Regions from separate parts of the Mus musculus genome. Here regions 2 and 3 are each linked to region 1. A link is a contact called in public HiChIP or PLAC-seq data. All regions are on one chromosome and are shown on one strand. Each heading gives the region's core, a stretch centred on a gene start, on an enhancer-like site or on the middle of the called end of the contact. The rest is flanking DNA. Distances are from core to core; before and after follow the strand shown. Region 1 holds the start of Fgr (FGR proto-oncogene, Src family tyrosine kinase). Region 2 has its middle 6.7 kb from the start of n-TGgcc1. Region 3 has its middle 4.4 kb from the start of Mir7017.

Region 1 (2,989 bases), core at 30-2,529:
AAAGCAAAAGTCCAGAGAAAGCTAGCTCTCCTTGAGGTCTGCATAGCAATTAAAGGCCCATTCTTGCTAAGAGAACATGTCTCTGAGGCAGGAGACCCCTGAACACCAAGCGGCACCCTCTCACTCCCTCTGTGGTGCAACACACCCGGATCAAGGACCAAAAATGGGGACGAAGGCAGGGACCAAAGTTGGCTGCCAGCCTTGAGCCTGCAGCGGCCCAAAGCCAACTGGCCTCACTGCCCTGTGTTGCCATGGAAACAGCCCCTGCGGGCATTGGCGGTCAAAAGCAGGATTTCCGTCGGGGCTGCCAGCAATTCCCGGATCCCGACAGGGACGCAAACCTTGACCGCCACTGCGGATAGGGAAAAGCACCCAGGGAGGTCTGATGCCCCAGGGTGAGGTCTTCCCCAGGAAACCCAGATCCACGCCTCCAGCTGCTGGAAGGAATCCCCAGGGTGTCTGGAACCCGCTGCCCCACTGATGTAGCTAGAGGGTCTGGGGGGAGTTTGCAGACTCCCCGCTTCCCTCTGAGGAATCCAGATAGCCGGCCTCTGAGACCCCAGAACTGCACTCTGGACTCCGAGTTCTGCAGAAGTCACTCTCCTAGACCCCCTTCTCGGGAACTCGCGACCGATTTCCTCAGTATCCCCTCCCCCTTTCCAGTTTCCCCACCTACTACCCCTCTCTCATACCCCCTCAGCTTCTTTCCTTTTTCTCCTCCTGAAAGCCTCTCAGGGCTCTCCCTAGACGCTTTTGGGGGATCCCACAGTGCCTTCCTGTACTTTCAGCCCTCTCCCCAAATTTTATCAAATTTACAACACAGTTTCCCTCTCTTTCCCCATTTAGACTTTTAGGGGGAATTTTTGGTCTGCCTTCGCCGTACTGCCTCGGCCTTCTCCTAGGTTTTTATCAGCCTTTTCCAGCTTTCCTTAGTTTTCCTTCTTCATTTCCTTTCTGAATGGGATCCCCACCCCCATCTCCCGCTTTCAACTTGCTCAGCTCTCAAAGTTCAGGTTTACCCCCAAATCTTCCCTCCAAGGTGAGGACGGTTAGGGGCGGGGCAACATTTGCCCTACCAGCCCCCACCGGGTTTGGCCGCCTACCTGGTCTCAAGGGAGCCAGCTGCGGGTGACTCGATCTGGGGCGAGCCAACCCTAACTTCCAGCAACCAGGAGAGGCGATGTGGGGGGTAAAGTGAGGTGCTACCCGCCTCTGCCCCTACTACCTACTCTGGGGAGGGAGGAGGAAGCCGTCTCGGACTTCTCTTATTTTGGTGACTGCGGAGGAGGAGGCGGCAGCCAGAGAAGTCGAAGTCACGCCTCAGCCCCTAGACTGCTGCCCAAAGCCAGGAGGGGCCCCCAGATCCAAAGTCCGCTGGCTCCCACTTCCCGCTGTGGATGGGCTCTCCCAGCGCTGTCCCTGCGCCCCAGCTCCTTCCCAAAGGTTCCGGCCAAAGGGACCTGTCCCTTTAGTTACTAGAGTGGGATACCAAGGGGGTGGGGGGTTGGCCATCCCAAAGGCTCCCACTCCCCACTCATCTCCTAGGTAGGAAAACACAGAGCCAGGTCAGGATAACTTGGCCCAAGTTCACATAGCCTGTAGCCTTTACACTACTGTCACTACATTTGCCAGGGATCTTTTGCCTGTCACTTATACCCTGCCGCCTCATCTTTAGGAACTGGGCGGTGGAGATAAGGCCCTTGCCTTTGGGTACCTGTTTTTCACAACAATCAGCTCCCATCAGGCTACTGCCACACACAAGTTTTAGAGAAGCTGAGGAGAATCCTTAATCAATCACAGTGTCTCTAGGAGAGCCCTCCCTATACTCCCCCAGCCCGATACCCACCCTCCCTTTAAAACCAAGAGTTATTACCAGTATTACCTCTCTAAAACCAAGGTGCACTGAGACCCAGGAAATCCCCCTGCCTGGGGAGGGAGAGCTAGGGTTGAATTGGAAATGTTTGTGGGAGGGTGAGGGCTTAAGGCATGGAAGATTCAAGTGGGTGTCCCCGGGGCTATACTGATGATAGGCGATGACGATGCGTGACTGGGTTTAGAATCAACAGCTCGGACACATTATGCAGTCAGGTGTGCTTCTGTGTACAGACAGGGGTGTAGGGGGCTGTGTGTGAGCGCCCTAAAGTACAAGTTCAGGAGGATCATGGTGACACACACGGTGTCAGCAAGTGATGGATGCAGATAGGAATGCTTCTCTCAATGAGCCATGGCAAACACCTTTAACTCCAGCACTTGGGAGGCTGAGGCAAGCAGATCTTTGTTGAGTTTGAGGCCAGCCTGGTCTATGGAGTGAGTTCCAAAACAACCAAGGCTACACAAAGAAACTCTGTCTCAAAAAACCAAATAAAAGTGCTTCTCTCTTAGGAAAATATGAAGTGGGTGTAGGAGGAAGAAAGGAAATGTAGTGGAGGTTCAGGGACTGTGGGAGGGTGGCTTTACCCTGCCTGGATAGCACTGCCACCATTATAGAGCATCCTCTAAGTTGGCCTTGGCCATTGATCCATGTGTGCAATTAACAAATAAATGTATATCGTGGCCAATGGGAGCCCAGCCATAGGGAGCCCAGATACAAAAGGAACAGCCGCACCAGCTGCACTCCCAGCTACTCAAGAGGATGCTTGAGCCCTGTGGATTGGAGGACAGCCAAAGAGGAGTAGTGATTCTCTACCTGAGAGGAGGGAGGAAGGGAAGAGGAGGAGGAGGAGGAGGGGGAGGCAGAGGAAGGCAGGGAGATAGGACAGGAGAAGGCAGAGATTAGAGGAGATGGGAAGAGAAGACAGAAGAGGAGAGAGGAAAAGAGGAAGGAAGAAAAAACAGGAGGGAAAAGAGAGAAGCAAGGGAGAGAGGGAGGGAATAAGGGAGAGACAGAAGGACATACACTGATCTTGGAGGAATTGCTCTGTAATTCTTCTTCTAAGTCCAGCTCCTGGGTGGCTCCCTAGGGGCCTTCCCCAGTGTTCACACACTTTCC
Region 2 (2,725 bases), core at 124-2,623, 130 kb before region 1:
TCCGTGGCTTCCTTTCCTGGGCCTCTTGGACACAGAAGAGTCGGTGGGAGAAAGGTTGAACCCGCTCCAGGCTTCTAAGCGTTAAGATTTGGTTCCTGGGGAAGGGCAGTTTTCTGGCTCTGGGTTCAACTCTGCCAGGCACTGGGGATGGAGGGAGAGAGAGAAAGGCATGGTGTGATCCGCCCAGGGGGAGGGAACTCGAAGTCTGGCCAGGGACCCAGTGTTCAGCCAGGAACCAAATGGAAACTGGATTGAAGATCCAAATGAGTCTCCATGTGGGGGGGCTAAAGGGAGGTGCACTGGGGGACTCTGAGTGGGGTATAGGAGACCCCAGGGGAGCTTGTGGAGGAGACAGAAATGGCTTCCTGGGGGAGAAGATTTTTTTGAAATTGGCAGCGCAGTCTGTCCAGTGTTGCTTCCCAGAGATGGGAGGAGGCAGGAAGAAGGAAATTGGGTCCAGGTGACCACAGAACAGCAGCTTGGCCTGGTGGAGGAGAGGTGGGGCTCGCCTGTGGGAGCTTGGACAAGAGCCACAGCTGGGCTAACGGAGGGGAAGGGGGTGGGCCTGGCCTCAGCTCTGTGAAAGTACCATCTTCTTAGGCCACAGATACAGTTACAAACTGGAGGGACCTCTCCCTAAACAGCCCCGGGGCCCTGCCTAGCTGTCCTGTGACTGCAGGCTCCGGCTCTGGTCCCAAGCCCTTTCTTTCGCTCTGAGATAGCTTCAGTTTGGAGGACTGACTCCTTCTGGCATTCCAAACACAGGCCACAAAGAGCATGTCTGTGTCTCATTTCTCACGCAGAGGACTGAGGCCAGGGGCTGCTAGCCAGATTAGGGGACGTCTAACCAAGATAATGGGAATGGGCACCAACCATAGAGTCCAAAGCCTGGTTGCCGGGGTTTGACTCTGTTCCGCATAAACTGTGCATCCTCAGGCAAGCCTCTCAACTTCTCTATGCCTCTGTTTCCTCGCCTGAAAAATGGGACGATAATATTACTTCCAGGGCGTCGTGGTGAGAGTTAAGTTAGGAACTAGCTGTGCGACTCTGAGCTATGAAGAAACCCAGCCAGCTCTGCTCAGAGACAGCCGAGTAAACAGAAGACTTGAACGTCACTGTCACTCCAGCCTGAGCGCAGGTTCCTTTATCTCTAACCCGGAGCTGGTAGTTCCTGCCTTCTCAGGCACTTGTTACTCAGAAGGACACACTGTTCCTTACCAGAGCGTGCTGGAGGCCCTTCTTCTCCTACACCCCCTCTCCCTGCCCCACTGATTTCCTCAGCACCCCCTCCTGGTGAACAGCTGCCTTTGGCCACCCCTCAGGCCCAGGAATCTAGCTGGCAGTGTGGTTTGGACTAGGGAAGGGCACGCCCACGCCCTGTCAGCTGGCTCAAGGACTCCGGGATCCTTGGAATCCAGAGCCATTTTAGAAGAGGGTGGACTCTTGCCGGGCACGTCTTCTTAGCCTCTCTGTCTCCTTATTCTGTGGGGGGAACGACCAATGGAGGCGGGTGGGAGGGAGCTTTCCAAGTATTAAGGCCCCATGTCCCTGACTGCCTGGAATTAAGGGGCAATAACTTAAATCAGGAGTGGGCGAAAAACTAAACTAAAATAAAATAAAATAAATCAGGGCTGGAGAGATGGCTCAGGGGTTAGAGCACTGACTGATCTTCCAGGACCCAGGTCCAATTCCCAACACCCACATGATGGCTCACATGTCTGTAACTCCCAGTCCAGGGGATCAGACTCCCTCTTCTGAGCTTGTGGCACCAGGCACACAGAGGTACACAGACACATGGAGACAAAAACACCTGTATATACATATAAGTGAAGAAACCCAAAATATTTTGTTCAAAAAAAATGTATAAATGGCTCTCTTTTCTTCTGTTCTCTCTCTGTGTATGATGTTCGTTCTCTCTTTCCCTTTCCCCTCCCCTCTCTCCCTTCCCATAGAGACTCCCCTGGCTTCAGTCCTTTCGGCCAGTAAACTTGCCCAAGAGCCACTTCACAATAAACCTGCATCTAATAAATAAATAAATAAATAAATAAATAAATAAATAAATAAATAAAGGACAAGGCTAGGAAGACAGTTCAGCAGTGAGGAGCCTGTATCGTTCTTACAGAGGACCCGAGTTCAGTTCCCAGCACCTGGGTCACAAACCTCCTGTAACCCTATCTCTCGGGGATCAGACACAGTCTCTTGGCCTTTGTGGGTACCTGCATTCAAATGTGCACACACCCACACACAGACACACATAAGCACACAATTTAAAAGGAAATAAGCAAGACATGGGGCTTCACACATTTAATCCTAGTGTGCAAGAGCCAAAGGCAGGCAGGCTCTGTGAGTACTGGGTCAACCTGGTCTACACAGTGGGAACTTCCTCTCTCAGCATAAGTTAGCAGAGTGGTGGTGATGCGCACCTTAAATCCCAGCACTTGGGCTGGCGAGATGGCTTAGTGGTTAAGAGCGCCGACTGCTCTCCCGAAGGTCCTGAGTTCAAATCCCAGCAACCACATGGTGGCTCACAAACCATCCGTAACAAAATCTGATGCCCTCTTATGGAGTATCTGAGGACAGCTACAGTGTACTTACATATAATAAATCTTAAAAAAAAAATCCCAGCACTTAGGAAACACAGGCAGGTAGATCTTTGGTGAGTTCAAGGCTAGCCTGGTCTACAGAGTGAGTTCCAGGACAGCCTGGGCTACAAAAAGAAACCCTG
Region 3 (2,700 bases), core at 102-2,601, 230 kb before region 1:
CAGGAGGGGGCAGTGAGCAGCTGGCCGAGGCAGCCAGCCAGCACCATGGCTCAGGAGGCCTCTTAGATGTGCTTGCAATTATGCCTGCTCCTGTAGCTGTGTGCTGACTTGTGTCCTTGTTTTGCATAAGAGCAGAGCTCTGTACACAATGTCTAAGTGTGCTTTCTGGGCCTGGACTGTAGGCTACTTATTAGACAAATGCGTGTACGTGAACCCATGCATGTGTGAACAGGGCAGGATGTACCTGCTTGGAGCCCAGACGTAGGGAACCGGTGTTGTTCCCAAGTAGTCAAGGGCACAGGTTTCTTCTGCCCCAAAGGTCAAAGATGGCTGGGGCCTCAGTCAAGCTTGCTTGACTCCAAAGAACAAAAATACCCTCACCTGTTAGTGCAGCTGTAAAACTGAGCACTGGCAGGGTAGGTGCGGCAGGTAAGATCTCAGAGCGGAAACCTTAGACACTGGCACTCCTCAGCCTGCTGCGGGGTGGATCGTTGAGCAGCGTAAATGGCATAGCAGCAGGCAGGGTTAGGCAGCTCAAAGCACCTCTCTTGTCCACTGGGGACCTCGCACACTTCGCATGTGCTGCCTATAGCAGGTAGTGGGCACTCCGGTAAATGTCCATTTTTCCCTAGTTCCAGGAGGCGAACCGACTCGCACAGTGTCAGGGCTTTCTTCCCTGTGTGGCAGCAGTGGAGACAGCATCCAGGCACAGGCCTCTAGTTTCCCAGAACCACACTCCTTCCCTCCCGTTCCTCCAAGGGCGGCTCCGACACCATTTTGTCTTCTGCCAGGGCGGGCGTCTGGCTGCCTGTCAGTCACCAGCTCTGGCGGCCAAGTGCTGACTAAACACAGGCCGCGCGGGAGGGGAGCGAGGGGTTCTGTGCCCCCTCCCCGGCACCCCACCTCCAGCGATGAGCTCAGAGTGGCTGGCGCAGCACTTGCTGACAATTCAAAAACTTCTGCCCCCTCTCCCGCGATGCCCGTGGGTGACTCTGTGAACAGCAGGCGTGGTGACCCACGGCCCATGGCGCCCCCCTCACCAAACCCCCCGATTCTGCTCCCTGTCGTCTCCCCGGGCCACCCCACTGTGTCTACTGGGCCTGGATCTGGGTGTCTGCTCATAAATTACCCCTAGGGACAGTAACCCACAGCTGTGCTTCCAACAACCGTTGCTTCCTGGGTAGGTCATTTTGGGGGGTCAGAATGCAAACCCAGCCCCCTCAGTCTTCCTCAGGCAGGCAAGAGATGGGGCTTGGAGCAGTCCAAAACCTTTTTATCGGATTCCATTGTGAACGGTTCTATTTAAGGTAAGTTGCTTGGGTCTGTGAGGCAGACAAGATGCCGGCCAGATGTTGGAAGGCGGCATCAGCATTCAGTGTGCGCCTCTCCTGCCTGGTGCAAGGAGCTGTGGGCAGCCAGCTCTAGGGCTGTCCTCACAGAAGGGGACCTGTGCCTACAAACTAGCCAGAGGCCTCCTGCCTTTGAAGCCCACCCATGCTGGACCCCTTACAGAGTCCCTCACCCACCTGTGGCCTGCAGAGTTGCTTACCTTCTCCCACGAAACACACACACACACACACACACACACACACACACACAGACACCAAAGGTGACTGAGTGACTACAAAGACTTTATCAAATGATTGAAAAGGTTGGCATTTAAAGTATTCATGCGCGTACATAAGAGTTACATGGAATCTTCAGGTTATTGGGAGTACAAATGGGGTACACACAATAAACCCGGCAGGGAAGCAAATGAAACCAGACTTGAAACAACAACAATTTGGCTGTCCTAGCCAGGCATGGCTGAGGCAGGGGTCAGGAGGTCAAGGCCATCTTCAACTATATAGTAAGGTCAAGGCCTGCAGATCTACCTGAAACCCTATCTAAAAATAAAAAAATAAATAAAAAATTGTGGGGTGTGGCTTCACTCCACTGCTCAGGTCCCACCTCCCAACCTTTGGGAAGAAAGGGTCTATTTTTAGACAGTATTCCCTCTATGCATTAGCTAGCAGAAATCTTGATATGGGAAACACCAAGAGCCTATTGGAATAGGTCCTTATAAATATATTTCTATCAGAGAAAACAAGGCACTTCGGGAACATGATAGCTTTCTCTCCTATGTGTACATCATTCTAGGCAGAAGGTAAAAATTGGTTAGTTTCTCAAGTCAGTTAACTGAAGCAAGTTAATAATACAGGAGCAGAGCAGAGCTGTTCTCAGCCCTCACGGAGGCCCTAGGAAAGTGATGGAGGCAGGAAGCACAGCAGAGGCACCTCTCTGGGTAACACCTGGTCCCAGGTCCAATGGGCACCAGCCAAGCTCAAGGCTTAATCCCCCCTCCCCCAGAGGCTGACACGTCGGAGTTGGAGCTCCTGGCCCTGGTATGGTGCTTCCCTCCCCAGGCCCTGAGGTCAAGTCAGGGGCTGCAGCAGGAGGCAGTGCTAGCGCAGAACAGGGACACGGTGGGAATGCTTAAGCAGGGTCACCAAAGCCACAGAGACCTCAATCTGTCCAAGCTGGCGCTATAGAGTCAGAGGATCGGCGCCACGGGAAGAGATTTCACATTAGCCCTGACAACACCGCCTCGGCTCTGCGGTGACATTGGCCAGGGTCGTTTCTGAGGGCATTCAAGCCTCCACTGGAGACGAGCTGCAGCTTGGGCCAGCTGCTCTGAGCCTCCAAGGGATCCCCCGCCCC

Evidence for each region. HiChIP or PLAC-seq counts read pairs in DNA pulled down with a chosen protein or histone mark.
Region 2: an H3K27ac HiChIP or PLAC-seq map of embryonic stem cells shows a contact between it and region 1, with 53 read pairs. The contact joins the enhancer-like site here to the promoter of Fgr in region 1. A contact is called at or near these places in 2 of 39 promoter capture datasets (liver and second pharyngeal arch cranial neural crest), 1 of 484 Hi-C or Micro-C datasets (CD4 T cells), 5 of 115 datasets of contacts at active chromatin or transcription factors (embryonic stem cells and stem cell-derived neural progenitor cells) and 3 of 9 other capture datasets (adipose tissue, liver and pancreatic islet).
Region 3: a contact with region 1 is called in an H3K27ac HiChIP or PLAC-seq map of regulatory T cells, with 4 times the contacts expected there. The contact joins the enhancer-like site here to the promoter of Fgr in region 1. A contact is called at or near these places in 1 of 39 promoter capture datasets (liver), 1 of 15 datasets of contacts at CTCF or cohesin (CD8 T cells), 8 of 115 datasets of contacts at active chromatin or transcription factors (CD8 T cells, acute myeloid leukemia, double positive thymocytes and 4 more) and 3 of 9 other capture datasets (adipose tissue, liver and pancreatic islet).

The regions. Positions count from the first base shown.
Region 1 is chr4:132,972,385-132,975,373 of GRCm38.p6, reverse strand. It overlaps Fgr (FGR proto-oncogene, Src family tyrosine kinase), which reads right to left and starts at 1,279. Exons shown (of 13, transcript NM_010208.4): 1 at 1,104-1,279.
Region 2 is chr4:133,106,484-133,109,208 of GRCm38.p6, reverse strand. No RefSeq gene overlaps it. Among named protein-coding and RNA genes, the nearest start is that of n-TGgcc1, 6.7 kb to the left of the region's middle. Within about 2 kb of position 1,373, at least 108 of the 459 cell types and tissues checked have an H3K27ac peak or open chromatin away from gene starts, as enhancers often do. A contact at or near this core is called in adipose tissue, embryonic stem cells and stem cell-derived neural progenitor cells, where this site is marked.
Region 3 is chr4:133,198,667-133,201,366 of GRCm38.p6, reverse strand. It overlaps a transcript of Wasf2 not described here. Among named protein-coding and RNA genes, the nearest start is that of Mir7017, 4.4 kb to the right of the region's middle. Within about 2 kb of position 1,351, at least 93 of the 459 cell types and tissues checked have an H3K27ac peak or open chromatin away from gene starts, as enhancers often do. A contact at or near this core is called in CD8 T cells, adipose tissue, microglia and 2 more, where this site is marked.